Linked DNA regions of Mus musculus: all the other regions are linked to region 5. A link is a contact called in public ChIA-PET, Hi-C and promoter capture Hi-C data. All regions are on one chromosome and are shown on one strand. Each heading gives the region's core, a stretch centred on a gene start, on an enhancer-like site or on the middle of the called end of the contact. The rest is flanking DNA. Distances are from core to core; before and after follow the strand shown.

Evidence for each region. Promoter capture Hi-C pulls out the DNA fragments that hold promoters and counts their contacts. Hi-C and Micro-C count contacts between places; a contact is called where the count stands out from the background. ChIA-PET counts read pairs in DNA pulled down with a chosen protein or histone mark.
Region 1: a contact with region 5 is called in a Hi-C map of rod photoreceptor, with 2.7 times the contacts expected there. The contact joins the enhancer-like site here to the promoter of Dtd2 in region 5. A contact is called at or near these places in 3 of 39 promoter capture datasets (the C10 cell line, the HPC-7 cell line and pre-B cells), 1 of 15 datasets of contacts at CTCF or cohesin (pro-B cells), 15 of 484 Hi-C or Micro-C datasets (the AML12 cell line, B cells, cerebellar granule neurons and 10 more), 9 of 115 datasets of contacts at active chromatin or transcription factors (the 230-238 cell line, T-cell acute lymphoblastic leukemia, astrocytes and 5 more) and 3 of 9 other capture datasets (adipose tissue, liver and pancreatic islet).
Region 2: a promoter capture Hi-C map of the HPC-7 cell line shows a contact between it and region 5, with 2.3 times the contacts expected there. The contact joins the enhancer-like site here to the promoter of Dtd2 in region 5. A contact is called at or near these places in 4 of 39 promoter capture datasets (3T3-L1-derived adipocytes, the C10 cell line, the HPC-7 cell line and 1 more), 1 of 15 datasets of contacts at CTCF or cohesin (pro-B cells), 7 of 484 Hi-C or Micro-C datasets (the Ba/F3 cell line, the G1E-ER4 cell line, the HPC-7 cell line and 4 more), 3 of 115 datasets of contacts at active chromatin or transcription factors (the SCID.adh cell line, astrocytes and large pre-B cells) and 2 of 9 other capture datasets (adipose tissue and liver).
Region 3: a contact with region 5 is called in an RNA polymerase II ChIA-PET map of effector CD8 T cells, with 38 read pairs. The contact joins the enhancer-like site here to the promoter of Dtd2 in region 5. A contact is called at or near these places in 6 of 39 promoter capture datasets (3T3-L1-derived adipocytes, the C10 cell line, the HPC-7 cell line and 3 more), 3 of 484 Hi-C or Micro-C datasets (CD4 T cells, embryonic fibroblasts and pre-pro-B cells), 4 of 115 datasets of contacts at active chromatin or transcription factors (the 230-238 cell line, CD8 T cells, the SCID.adh cell line and 1 more) and 2 of 9 other capture datasets (adipose tissue and liver).
Region 4: an RNA polymerase II ChIA-PET map of effector CD8 T cells shows a contact between it and region 5, with 43 read pairs. The contact joins the enhancer-like site here to the promoter of Dtd2 in region 5. A contact is called at or near these places in 1 of 484 Hi-C or Micro-C datasets (CD8 T cells), 4 of 115 datasets of contacts at active chromatin or transcription factors (CD8 T cells, effector CD8 T cells, embryonic stem cells and 1 more) and 1 of 9 other capture datasets (adipose tissue).

The regions. Positions count from the first base shown.
Region 1 is chr12:51,786,727-51,789,426 of GRCm38.p6, forward strand. It overlaps Hectd1 (HECT domain E3 ubiquitin protein ligase 1), which reads right to left. Exons shown (of 43, transcript NM_144788.2): 16 at 1,119-1,253. Among named protein-coding and RNA genes, the nearest start is that of Gm5785, 40 kb to the right of the region's middle. Within about 2 kb of position 1,370, at least 3 of the 459 cell types and tissues checked have an H3K27ac peak or open chromatin away from gene starts, as enhancers often do. A contact at or near this core is called in rod photoreceptor, where this site is marked.
Region 2 is chr12:51,766,304-51,769,003 of GRCm38.p6, forward strand. It overlaps Hectd1 (HECT domain E3 ubiquitin protein ligase 1), which reads right to left. Exons shown (of 43, transcript NM_144788.2): 25 at 2,226-2,700; 26 at 1,253-1,474. Among named protein-coding and RNA genes, the nearest start is that of Gm5785, 61 kb to the right of the region's middle. Within about 2 kb of position 1,353, at least 31 of the 459 cell types and tissues checked have an H3K27ac peak or open chromatin away from gene starts, as enhancers often do.
Region 3 is chr12:51,844,091-51,846,790 of GRCm38.p6, forward strand. Gm34894 (a long non-coding RNA gene) reads right to left here. Exons shown (of 3, transcript XR_381584.4): 2 at 1-1,071. Among named protein-coding and RNA genes, the nearest start is that of Gm34894, 6.4 kb to the right of the region's middle. Within about 2 kb of position 1,386, at least 392 of the 459 cell types and tissues checked have an H3K27ac peak or open chromatin away from gene starts, as enhancers often do. A contact at or near this core is called in the 230-238 cell line, CD8 T cells, the SCID.adh cell line and 5 more, where this site is marked.
Region 4 is chr12:51,864,823-51,867,522 of GRCm38.p6, forward strand. No RefSeq gene overlaps it. Among named protein-coding and RNA genes, the nearest start is that of Gm34894, 14 kb to the left of the region's middle. Within about 2 kb of position 1,444, at least 271 of the 459 cell types and tissues checked have an H3K27ac peak or open chromatin away from gene starts, as enhancers often do. A contact at or near this core is called in CD8 T cells, adipose tissue, effector CD8 T cells and 1 more, where this site is marked.
Region 5 is chr12:52,005,216-52,007,915 of GRCm38.p6, forward strand. It overlaps Dtd2 (D-tyrosyl-tRNA deacylase 2), which reads right to left and starts at 1,292. Exons shown (of 3, transcript NM_029545.3): 1 at 1,160-1,292. The coding sequence starts at 1,270.

The DNA.
Region 1 (2,700 bases), core at 120-2,619, 220 kb before region 5:
TACACATACACATAAAACAAAAATATCTTTTAAACACCTTAAACATAAAAACTCTTCCTGCCTCACACAACGACACTAAACTTAGGTGTGAGAAAGACCTGTTTGTGGAGTGTAAGCTTCCTGGCTCTTACTCACTACTCAACATAAAAGTTACAAGGTAAGGAGCAGGGCAAGAAGAGGATACAATGCAAACTGAAAGTCATTATTCACCTTAAAACCAAGAGATTGAGATGAAACATACAAACCTAGAAACCCAAGCACTTGGGAGGATGAGATAAGAAGATCATGAGTTCAAGACCATTATGAGCCATGCAGGTCAGTCAGACACAGTGGTGACTGCCAGTAATCTCTGCATGTGGGAGCCCTGGGTCAGAGGACTTCCTAAAGTTTGCAGATAGCCTGGCTAGCCAGTGCTACAAAGCAAAAACTTGCCTCAAAAAAATAAAAAGCGGGGCCTGGAGAGATGGCTCAGTGGTTAAGAGCTCTTCCAGAGGTCCTGAGTTCAAATCCCAGCAACCACATGGTGTCTCACAACCATCTGTAATGGGGATCCAACGCACTCTTCTGGTGTGTCTGAAGACATCGACAGTGTCTTCATATATATGAAATAAATAAATCTTAAAAAAAAAAAAAGGTACAAAAAAGCAAAATGTGAGGTGACCATGAATCCTAAGTCAAAAAAGACCATCAATCTTCAACGACTGAGTTCACAGATACTAACTAGTAAGATGACCAGGGACAACATGCAAGAAACATAAAAGCAGATGAACGAAGTAAGAAAACCAACCTTGACTGTAGAAAAGAAAGCCAGTAAAAGAAGAGAAATTCAGCAAGAAAATTGCAGTTAAAATAAAATAAAATAAAAAGCGGGGCTGGAGCGACTCAGCGGTCATAGCACCCACTGCTCTTGCCGCAGCTCCAGGTGCAGCTCCCAGTGCCCACATGGTGGTTCACAGAAACAGCTATCTGTATCGGCTATCTGTATCTAGGGCTTCTGAGTGACGATGCCTTCTGACCGCTGTGGGCACCAAACACACGTGCAGTGCAGACATATACATGTAGGCAAAACACACAAACACAGCTTTTAAAAAATCTGAAAACAAAAGAGCTTGACATACTTGTCTATTCGTATGGAGTTCCCAAGATGACTCCAGCTGAGTTGCTATATTTCTGAGTGTCACTACCACCCCACGAGGCATGCTTTCAACAGCTTTAAAGTGGTCGTCATACAAGTCTCGAGCCATAGTTCGTACCTATCAAAGTAAGCAGAGTAATTATAAATGTCATGACGATTAACAGCTTATCCACTCCTGAGCTCATCTTCCCCTCCCCCCTCCTCCCAGGCACTTGCTCAGACTGTCAGGAAATGAGACTGTGAGGCTGTGGGGACATAGTCAGAAGCCTGCCTAACACGAAGACTGCCAAGGCGAAACCTCTCCTCCACACGACATAACAAAAAAAGGACCATTTTGTCCCATATCAGCTTCCACACCATTGTTATTCTCACTTACACATTCTAAGTGCTAGAAAGACACTCTAGTAGATTTTAAATGTTTACTAAAATAACTCTTTAGAATGTCCTAGAGTGTCCTTTCTTTTAAAAAAATAAAAGGAGCTTATTCACAGTTAACTAATTAGAAATACAAATGAACACCAACTCTCCCCTAAAAAGGCTGTCCTGGAACTCTTACGTCGAGGAGGCTGGCTTTAAACTCAGAACTCTTCCCTTTTCTACCTCCCAAGTACTGGGATTAAAGGTGTATGACAGAACTTCCAGTGAGTAAGATATTTCTGTCTGAAATATTTCAATATATTCTGAGTTGAATGTAATATCTAACCTTATGCTTTTTCAAAAGAAGCACACAGAGGCTAAATAATAATAATAATGATGATAATCACATAGCTACAGAGGATAAGGACTAAATCTGGGTCCTTTACTCACTGAACCATCTTAATGGCTCTAGATTGATCTTTAAAAACTGAGATGAATTCTTAGAAGAACTCTACAATCAGGACACATCACAGGATAACTCAGAATATTTACAACAGAAATACAATGAGTATCTTATGATACAGATGGCCTAGGCTGGCCTCAAACTTTCGCTATAGCTGGCCTAGAACTCACAATCAACCTGCCTCAACTCAAAGGTACAGTCATCATGCCTTACCACTACTACTTTTATTTTTAAAAAATACGGGGTTTTTGGGTTTTTTTTTTTGCCCCAACTAAAACTCACTATTTTACCTTTTCCCTAATCTCAAGCAGCCACATACACTGTAGTTTTTAAAGTATTTCCTGGGATAGACAGCTTTTAACCTTAGCACACAGGAAAGCAGAGGCAGGAAGACCTCGGAGAGTTGAGTCCAGTCTAATAGTGTGTTCCAAGCCACCTACATAGTGAAACCCTATGTCTAAAGAAGCAAAAACTATTTTGTATAACCATTATAGATAAGATACACCTATTTGTGACTAAAAAATGTTCACTCTGATATTTTAATTTCCCTTTCCAATATGCCAAATTTAAGGGCAACTGGTAAAATAACAGCAGCCTTATACTGGCCTATTTTACTTACTTGGGTTTTTTTTTTTTGGTCCTGAGGGGGGTAAATCCAAGCACTCTTCAACTATCCCCATTCCTCTTTTTACTTCTTGAGATAGGATCTCACTAAGTTACACAGGCTAGCCTTGAACTCATTCTG
Region 2 (2,700 bases), core at 103-2,602, 240 kb before region 5:
ACTCTCATCCTTCTAACTAGCAGTCTTCCATGGTCCGTCAGTGTCAGGCACAGAGAAGAGGGATTCCATCACCTAACACAGCCAACAGCCTCAACATTTTACTCCCTTTCACATGGCAAACTCACAGCCCTATTTAGATCACCGCAGTCCAGAACTAAAGTGAAAAGCTGGAGAGACGGCTCAACAGTTGAGAGCACTTGTTCTTGCCAAGGTCATGAGTTCAGTCCCCAGCAGTCATGCTGAGCAGGTCACAGTCACCTGTAACTCTAGTTTCTAGGGACCTGACGTCCTGTTCTGGATTCCAATACCCATATTCAGATGTGCATACATAAGCTCTTCTTTGAAAGTATCAAAAATATTTTTTTAAAAGAACAGAGGGCAGAAGATACAGTTCAAGGACAGAGGGTTCTCCTAACCTGTGAGTCCTGGGTTTGATTTCTAGTATTGCCAAAGGGGAGACAATAAACATGATCAAGGCTATGTGGTAAAAAAATAAAAAATATTTCAACTCATCTTGACAGGAAGACAACTGTTTTGGAAGTAATTACTTTAAAGAACAAACCTAAGGCGATCCACAGCAATACTAGGTTGTATATTTATGTTTATGAGAAAGAAAAAGTTGTAACTGTTAGACAAAGCGTATAACTTATCATGATCACCCTATAGTGGAATATTTGGCAGTAATTCCAAATGTTGTAGAAACACATCAAACAATGGGATATATTTTCAAATACACTGAGGAAAAGAAATAGCTAAAGGACACAATTCCCTTTAGCTTAAACAAGCAAACAAACCCCATACACACAGGTATGTACCTGATCAGGTTGGAAGGTAGGTACTCTACTTGTTTTATTAATTTTTTTTCTAAAAACCTGGGTCCTCAGTAGGACCGACAACCACACTAACCCCTGAGCCATCTTCCTAGCCCCTATAATCAGATAATTTTTTAATCTTCTCTACATCATGGAGTTTTTCCATTTTATACAAAGACATTATTTTATATAAAAGGTTGAAAATATATAAGGATGGACGTGGTGTGCAGACCTTTAATCCCAGCACTCAGGAGGCAGAGACAGGTGAATTTAAAGCCAGCCAGGTTTACATAGTGAGTTCTAAACCAGCTAAGGCTACAAAGTAAGACCTTACCTCAAATTCCATTCCTCATCAAGAATTCCAGGAAAAATGCACCATGTTAATGGATCCAGTTGGATGGATGGATTGTATAGTTAATAAACTTTGATCTGTAACTTACCATATAAGGAGTATTCTGCTTCCTGGCCTGTGTCACTCTCACTAGAGGTTGATGTGAGGCTGGTGGTTAAAGTATTACTTAATGATTGACCCACTGATAAAACTGTGGTTGCCGTAGCTACATTGCTGCTGCTCGTAACACTCGATGTTGACATTGTCACTGTTGATGTAGTACCAGGTGTGGTCAAATTAGGGAAACTCTGAGCACCCATAAGTGGAGAAGCTAAAAATAAAAATGAAGCAAATCAGTTAAATACGCAGTATTGAAGGAACCTTTAAAAAAAAAAAAATCAAGATAAAATATTTTTTTAATTTCATGAAACACATTAATAATGAAAACATTGAAAAGCAACAACTTTGGGAACCGAACTGAAAACCAACTAAAACTTACTGTTTTTAAAAACACAATTACTGCCGGGCGGTGGTGGTGCACGCCTTTAATCCCAGCACTTGGGAGGCAGAGGCAGGTGGATTTCTGAGTTCGAGGCCAGCCTGGTCTACAAAGTGAGTCCCAGGACAGCCAGGGCTACACAGAGAAACCCTGTCTTGAAAACAAAAAAAAAAAAAAAAAAAATAAAAAAAGAAAAAAGGAAAAAAAAAGTCCATAATTACCTTTTAAAGCCTAGCTTTTACAAAAAATAAGCAACAGGATTAATTTTATTGTAATTTTATGGGAATCACTTGGCCCCATTAGTAACTTAAAATTAGAGTTAGCTAGCGTTTGGAAGCTATAGTGAATACAGGGGCTGAGTGAGAGGCGTGCCGTGGGAACTAGTCAGCTAATCTGTCGTGTAGTTTTGTGTAGCCGTCTCTTATAAAATGCAAGCTAGTCTCAAGTCCTGAACTACTGTAGGTTCTTCAGACCCTGACTTCATAGTTCCCAAGTGCTGCATCTGAGAGGGCAGTCTGTCTGACGTGGCTAGCCTCAGCTCCCTCACAGGAAGTACTGGACCCCAGAAGGAAAGCTCACTTACTTGCGGTGCTCATCACGTTCCTCCCCAAAGTGTTAGTGTTGTTGTCACTGCTGCTTCGGCTTAGGTTCATGTTGTTGGTGGCATTAGTCCGTGCTATGTTTGCCACTCTCCTGACAAAGCTCTCCAAGCTAGATGTCTCTCTTGAGGACAGGTTAGGTACACTCGCACTGGAGCTCATAGGGGCCCCGGCTGCCAACAGAGAGCTCACCGACAGTCTGTTACTTGCCGAAGAGCTAAGGGGTCGTTGTGAAGCTGCTTCCTTATTGGTTAATTCAGATACCGAACTAACATCAGGAGAGCTAACGCTAACAATCCCCATGGATATCGCACTAGACTCCCCAGGAGCTCGAACAGAACTATCAGGGCCTAACTTCCTTTCCGCATTTTCACTTCCCGTTTCCGCTGTTAGGGTGCTGGTGCTTGCACTGGAAGATGACCCTACTTCTGTTTGAGGGACGTTTTCAGCAGATGAAAG
Region 3 (2,700 bases), core at 136-2,635, 160 kb before region 5:
CCTATCTTATCAGTAGACGGCTAGCCTTCTCTTCCTCTCTGCTAGCCACTCAAAAACATCTTTTTTACCACTAGGGAGGAAGGGAATCAAATATTGCTCTTTCACACTTAGGAGCTGCTTTCTATGGGAAGCTTGCTCTCCTAAGCCAAAGCAAGCTGCCCTTTCATTAGTGGTCTGACATCTTATTAGCAAACAAAATTGCTTAAGGCTTTGTCTTAGTGTCATTGTTCCATCTGGACTCAAGACGCAGCAAACCTAGCTTCAACCAACAGAAGGAACTCGATGTACTTAGATGTACTCGATAGTCACAGGCTTCAAGATCTGAGTAAGACATGTTTATTCTTGAAAGAATCCACTGAAATCCCTCCTTCTCGACTATTAGTTTTCCTCCTATAACCTGTGTGAAGTCGTGGGGGGATTTTTCTCGCCCCCACCCTGCAGTTTTCAGTGTCAGAAAACAAAGCACAGAATCTTCTCATAGTGGTGTCTTCAATAAGCCTAACATGCAACATCAATTAAATTACAGATTATTTTAGTACTAAGACAGTTCCGTTTCCTCTTTGGCCTGTTTTACGGAGGAAAAAGTACCTGCTCCAATCAGAGATTGATTTCTGATGGGTAAACAGAAACACGTTAGGGGGACTAGTTTTAGTTCTTAAATTCCAGTTCACAAAATGAGCCCCACCCCCACCCCCCGCAGGGCCAATGCTTCAGCTCGGCTCTTCCTTTTCTTCCTAAACAGAGTCGAGAGCTTGCTTGTAGCCTCCTTTTTCTTTGGAATACTCCCCTTCCTTGTCCACCTCCTCCCAGCCTGGCGCAGCGCTCGGAAGGCAGGACTTTGGGAAAGTCGCGCCTTTCTAAAGGAGTGGGTGCTGTTTACAGGCTCCGGCTGCTGGCCCCGAAGGTGACTGGAGTCAAATGTAAACCTGGCGTTTATCTCTCGCAGTCAAACATGTTGTGCAACCGGGAGCAGTGGGCACTGTGTGAAAGGTTGTTCCGGCAGCAGCCCCAGGTTCAGGATTACTCAGCTCTTCACCCTGAGCTATGTGGGACCAAGATACTGGAGGTCACCTGTGATGGAAAGACCAACGGGCCAATGAGAGGAACCAGGAGGCGGGGAAACAGTTCTTGGCAAACATTGCGGCACAGGGCAGGACATCTGAAGGAAAGTTGTTTTGTGACCTTTATTGTTTCCCATGAAAACTTTCTCAGGCATGAAACCTTAGAAGTCAGAGCAGTTTCTGGCAATACTGGTTTATTGGGGGGCCAAAACATGCTTTTTTGTAAAAGCCATTTTTCTTCTTTTTCTTGAGTCAAGATCCATCATCCCATGCAGCCCAGGGTACCTGAGAGCTGAGAATGACCTTGAACTCTTGGTCTTGCGGCCACCCCCCATTGACAGGCATGTTCTGCCAGACCCAGCTAACAGTCTGTTTTCCTTTGGTAGTAAAATGTTTAACTATTAAAAAGAACATCATCAGGCCAGTCACCCATGCTTTGTATCCTGTGAGGCTGAGACAGGAGGCCTGAGAGTTTGAAACCTGAATTTGTATTTCTTTTTTCTTTCTTTCTTTTTTTTGGAGGGGGGTGTGGGCTTTTGAGACAGGGTTTCTCTGTGTAGCCCTGGCTGTCCTGGAACTCACTCTGTAGACCAGGCTGGCCTCGAACTCAGAAATCTGCCTGCCACTGCCTCCCAAGTGCTGGGATTAAAGACATGCGCCATCACTGCCTGGCTTGAATTTGTATTTCCAAAAACCAAATACAAATACCTAAACAAAACAACAGAAGAAAAATATAAGGAGAGATGTTTAAAATCCATTTTGCTAAGAACCAGCTCTATTATGGCTGAGGTCATCATATGCTTATTAGTTTTTGTCACTTTTGTTTTGGTAACTTAAAAGCCTTTTCTCCCTTACCATATTTTAAGCACTTAAATAATATTCTATTCATCATATTTTATAACAGGACTTTCTATAGACCTGCCAGCTATATAAATAATGTCAGAGGTTTGTTAATATTTTAAAGCTCAGGCCTTAGCTGGCAGTCTTGCAAGGACTCTATCCTGATTAATTCTGGCCTGCATCCTGCCCCATGGCCAGTTCTACCTTTCCGCCAGGGCTCTCAGTCCACCTCCGCACGTGCTGCTGAATCTCCTGTGTCCCAACTCTTCTCCCAGCGTCCCTATCTCCTACCTTCCACTTCCTGCTCAGCTATGGGCCTTCATTAAAGCCGATGAGATACAATTCTAGACTGCCTTAGGCAGGTGAGGGAGAACAAATATTTACAAAATATGAGACCAGTGATGGGCCAAGGAAATAACAATACCAGATCCTGCTAATGTTTAGCTCTCTGCAAGCACAGCATTAACACTTGAATATACAGAGAGACACACCTTCACATGATGAATCGCAACAATGTTTCACTTTAATAATTCACCCAAATAGATTGCTTTCATTCTGTTTCTATACATAACACCCAAATGAACATAGTTGAAATAAAGCTTCCTATAAGAAAAGTTGTAAGTTCAGTGCCTTATAACACATATAAAACCTATGTAAAGCTGGGGTGTGTGTGTGATGGCAAATGCCTTTAATCCTAGTGTTTGGCAGGTGGATCTCTGAGTTCAAGGCCAGCCTCGTCTACAGAGTGAGTTCCTGGACAGCTAAAGCTACACAGAGAAACCCTGTCTAGAAAAATAAG
Region 4 (2,700 bases), core at 194-2,693, 140 kb before region 5:
TGCAGGATGCTGGGCTAGCATCAGCTTTGGTATGGGCACCTCAGCCATGTGTCCTGGGTTGGAGACCTAACTGCTGGAATACATCTGTATCTGGGGATGCTAGACCTAACTACCAAGCTATTTGAGGTTTAAGTGTGTGTAGGGTGAGTGTGGGGGGTGGGGAGTGGCTTCTTGGGGGTGGAAGCCAAGAGACCAGTCAGTTGGAGATGGAGCATCAGAGCTTACAAGATCACTTGCAAGGAGTCTGGCAGCCACAGCATTCATCACAAACATATTAGTCAATTGTTTTCTGAGCTTCTTTTATATTGGGAAACCAGAGGGCACTTTTTGTCCGAGTATTTCATTCTCTACTGATCTCTTCCTGTGAGACATTAAGAATGCTCTCCTGCCCTGGGTGAGTCAGAGGTCAGGAGGCAGGACATCTTGCACGTTTTTTGCATACACCCACCAAACATCCTGTGACTCAGTCCACCTCTTAATGGCTTGTATAGTGCACTTTGAGAAGCATCTAAGGTTTAGCCTCATAAAAATCAGAAACAGAAACTCTCTGCTTGTCTGACACCCAATATACAAACTTCCCAGAGCAAGATTAGCTGCGATTGAGAAGATCCCCGGAACACACGAACCCCCTAGTGCTAAAATTAGGAGCCTTGGGAACCTGAAATGATTGGTCAGCTTTCAGCTCTTCTGCAGAGAAGAAACCAAAAGCCAGGAGGCTTGCTTGCCCAAGCTACCACAATTTGTCATCGACAGACCTAGGCCAGATCCCAGGGTGGTAGGGTTCGTGTTCTTTGTAATGCCGGAATGTTCTTTTATTCCTGTGGGGACAGTACAGAACAGGTGTCCATGGCTCTGTCCTGCCTGTTTTCTAAATACAGGGACTTGTTTGTCACAGATACGCTCCTTCCTAATTAGCAGTATGTCCCACCCAGATAGCCATTAATCAATAGTGAGATCAAGTCTCTGTTTCTGGAGTCTGAACAACATAGTGTGAACAGGGAGCAGGGAGCTCCGTGAGCAGTGTCAGCAGTGGGTAAGCAAACCGGATTGTGCAAGGACTGAGAGGCCGCCCTGCAGAGAACACAGAGAAATACCGCACAGGGTGTAAACACCAGAGGCAAGGAAGTATTATTTCCCTGTCCTCAGAGGAAAACCATGGTCAACAGAAAAGCATTATAGTCCTCCTGACAGGAGAAGAAAGGTAACCATGGAGACACCCCATGTGGTAATGACCATGTAATGGAAAATGGTGTCACCTGACATTCATGTGTATGTGTGTTCTGAGGTCTGCTAAGGAACTCAGCAGTACTGTCTATCTAGATCTGAGGGCTGCTGTTTTCCTTGCTCTGTGTTCCTTGGACACAGAGTTTTCCTAAGGTAGCACAGATTCCTAGGGATGGTAAGCCTGTTAGGTGCAGCTCTTTACTATCCTTAATTGAGTGCCACCGTGTCTCTCTGATGCTGTGTGTGTGTGTGTGTGTGTGTGTGTGTTCTGTCTGCTTGCCTGGAGGGGCCCTGGTTGCCGTGTGCACGAGGGAACATCAGAAATGTGATCTGCTGAGGATTAAAGCTGGAGGACGTCTATTGGCAACTGGGGGTCAGGAACAAACTTTTTATAGTGCTTTGGCAGTTGCTCTCTTATATTTGGGAGGAAGCCCAAGGAAGTGACACATCTAAAGGGGGTGGCGTAAACACAGTGGGAGTGACTAAGATGTTGTGACACTTGTTTTGGGTGTTACTCCTCAAGGGGAACTTGGGTACCTCCGTTTCCATCCCACACCGCCTTTTCCTGCTGCTGACCTGAAACAGGTTACCCGTTCTGACTAATCTCTGAAAATGCAGGTAGACAGTGACTGAAGTGACCTACTTTGTACATGCCTGGGATGATGTCAATCAGCCAGCTTAGAAGGCAGCATTTCTGCTTTGGGTTGATGCCCGGGCTGGGCACTGACTTCAGGACATTACTTAAAAGAATGGAGTTGTGGAGTTGTACTCCCGGTGCTACGGGATGGAAGCAGAAGATCCAAAGTCCTCCTCAGAAAACTTGAGGCTAGCGTGGGATACACGAGATTTTGCCTCAAAAAGCAAACAGCAGCATAAAAAAAAAATAAAAAAAAAAAAATAAGTGAGATTGGGACTACCTATCAATCACAAGTAAATGGGGTCTGGGGTGTAGCTCAGAGGCAGTACACTCGCTTAGCATGCCCCATCTGTCGAGAAAGACATATGGGAAACAAACAGAGAGAGAAAGGGCAGCAGAACGGAACCTGTGTGCTGAGCTAGCACACTCCTATAATTCCAGTTACTCCAGAGTCACAGGGAAGGATGAGTCTAAATTCAAGGCCAGCCTGAGCAACTTAAGGAGACTCTTTCTCAAAAAGAAAAGGGCTGAGATATAGCTCAGTGGCGGAGCATTTGCCAGCATGTGCGTGCCACCACCTTACCTCCTTAGTGCTGATGAAAAAGAAAGAAAAACGTTGTGAAGAGGATGTGCTTTTTCATATGCCACAGGCCTGCTTCCCCTACTGCCAGCCTCACGCTATTATTGTGCCCTCACCACCTCTGGACCAGTGCTCACACTTTGTCAGATCCTTCAGTTGTCAGTCACTGTCCCGATTCTGCCCCTATTCCACTGAGCGTGCCATATCACGTCTAGCCATTGTGTCTCCTCTGGCATCTCCTGGATGCAGCACATCTCCA
Region 5 (2,700 bases), core at 42-2,541:
AAATTCTGCCAGGCCCACAGAAAGTTACAGGCTGATTTATTCAACATCAAATGATCCTCCTTTTCCCACATGGGGCTGTTGAATAAGCAACAGTGTTAGTAGTGTCCTCTGATGTTACTTTGTATTTTCCCCTAAGTCATTTAAACAGAGTGGTATTTCTACATGGGGTCTTGTCTTATTTTTACAAATTCCAGGAACTGTTCAGTTGCTTTTTCTGTTACCGTGGTCAATGCCTGAAGAAAACCCAATGATTGGGCTTTGAAAATTACATTTATGATAAGTTCTGTAGGAAAAGGTTGGTTGTTATCAGGAATATACACCTTCTCATTTTACATAATGACTTGAATATTTGTTTACTAGTTCCTGTAAGACAGTCTACAAGAAAATAAACAAGTGATAAATGACTTCGTTGCTACCACTGAGGGAATCGATTGTATGTTAATTTCCTTGGCTCACTTGATTCAGAAGCCACCACAAAGATTAAATGAATTAATAACTGCAAACTGCTTAAAACAGCGCTGAGCTCACAGTAAATACAACCCAGGTGTTTATCAAATGCTACATAAAAATAAATGGGAAGGCAGACACACAGTTATATTTCATGCTTTAACTTCCAAAGCTTTATACATGTTTGAGACTCAATTTAACTGTTAGCGACATTACGTTCAGCTATATCTTTCTGGTTCTAATGGTTTTCTGTGTAAATATAGCTAGCTCTGCACTCATACTTGAATTACCTGGGAAAAGATTTTTGTTTAACTATGTGCACTTGTGTGTCTGTGTACAACGGCAGGTGTCTGTCCCGCCTAGAGGAGGCCATCAGATCCGACCGAGCTGGAGTTACAGGTGGTGGTGAGCAGCCCCGCATTGCGGGATAATGGAATCTAAGGATCTACTGGCGGTGAGATTCCCTGAAAATTCTGAGAAGCGAGATGGCTCACGCTGTTACCTCAACACTTAATATACTAAGGCAGAAAGATCATCCGCAGGCTGAGAGCTGCAGAGCGAACCAGTGGGGCACAGGCCACCACCAGACGCCAAGTCCAAAGAGACAGCTAGGCAGCCCACTAAAGTGGGCAGACGGAAAGGGACAAGCTCTTCATCTCACGAAAGATGACAGGAAGACCGGCACGGTTCCGCGGATAGGGCCGGGCGTTACCTCCACCCACTGCGCCGCGGCGTCTCCATCGGCCGGGCGCACTTGCAGGCGAGCGTGCAGGCACTGCTGCAGGAGCGCACGAGCCTGGGCCACACGACCACCGTCCGCCATGGCGCGGGTCCGCACTGCGCATGCTCGGGTAGGCGCCTCCCACTGCTCGTGGCCCCACCTAAGTGGGCGGGGCCTCCGCCTGGCTCTCCGGAGTCCCGGATGTGGAATTGACCAGCTTTGGAGCTTTGAAGCTTCAGTCTCTTGGAGGGTTTTTGTTTAGAGATCTCTGTCTCTCCTTCTCTCCCTCCTTCTTTAACCTAATCTCATCCTCGAATGCCTCGTTTTTAGTTTTGTTTTTGGAGGTAGGGTCTCATAGAGTCGGGGTTGGTCGCAATAACCACATAGCTGAGGCTGACCTTGAACTGAACTCCTTCTCCCAATTGCAGGAATTACATGTGTGCCCGCCCACAGCCCCACCCCACCCCATCCTGCTCTGCTACCTGCTTCATAGCTTTTGAAGAAATATTTTTCATTTCAGAAAGCTTAGGTTTCCAGGTATTGGAAAGAATGTAAGTCAGAGTTAAATCCATTCTATATTTATTATAAAGACATAACTAGAATGAGATCAATTGATCTCAAAGCAGGCAGAGAGGGAACTTAACCTGTGGGTGGGGGACAGATGCAACTATAGAAGGGAGCACCTAAGATGTGGGACCCCGATTTAGAGCATTTCTCCCTGGAAGGTAAAGCCCCTGGGACGTTCCCCAAGCTTGTTTTCCCTGATCTCTAAAAATACAGCCAGAAAGAAGCTCTTTGTTCACTATAGCCAGCAAAAAGCCTTTTTGTTTCTATACTTTACAACCAGAGATGCCTGCCTTCCTGTGCCGAGGACACGGGAGATAAAAATTCAGAAAGAACTCACTCCTCACTCCTGCCTTGTAAATTTCACCAAGGACACCTGGAAGAGAAGAACTCTCCTCCCAACTCCTTCCAACTCCTCCCAACTCTTCTCAACTCCTCCCAACTCTTCTCAACTCCTCCCAACTCTCCTCCCAACTCCTCCCAATTCCTCAGCTAGCTGTTAAAAGCCCCCTACTGTCACTGCTCAGGGTCAAACTCCCCTGCCCTGCATGGCAGAGGGACTTTGTCCTCAGCTAACTGATAATAAAACCTCTTGCAGTTTGCATCAGGTGTGGTTTTCTCTCGGGTCACTGGGGTGCTGGCCAGCTCATCCCGGGACTTGAGTGGCGGCCCAGCTTCGGTGTCTTACAAAGACTATTGGGAAACACAGAGATTTACATTTTATTTATAACAGTAGCAAAATTACAGTGATAAAGTAGCAATGAAAATCATTTTATAGCTGGGCAGTGGTGGCACACACCTTTGATCCCAGCACTCCAGAGGCAGAGGCAGGCGGATTTCTGAGTTCGAGACCAGTCTGGTCTACAGAGTGAGTTCCAGGACAGCCAGGGATATACAGAGAAACCCTGTCTCAACCCCCTCCCCCCCCCAAAAAAAGGTCATTTTATGGTTGGGGGTTATGACAACCT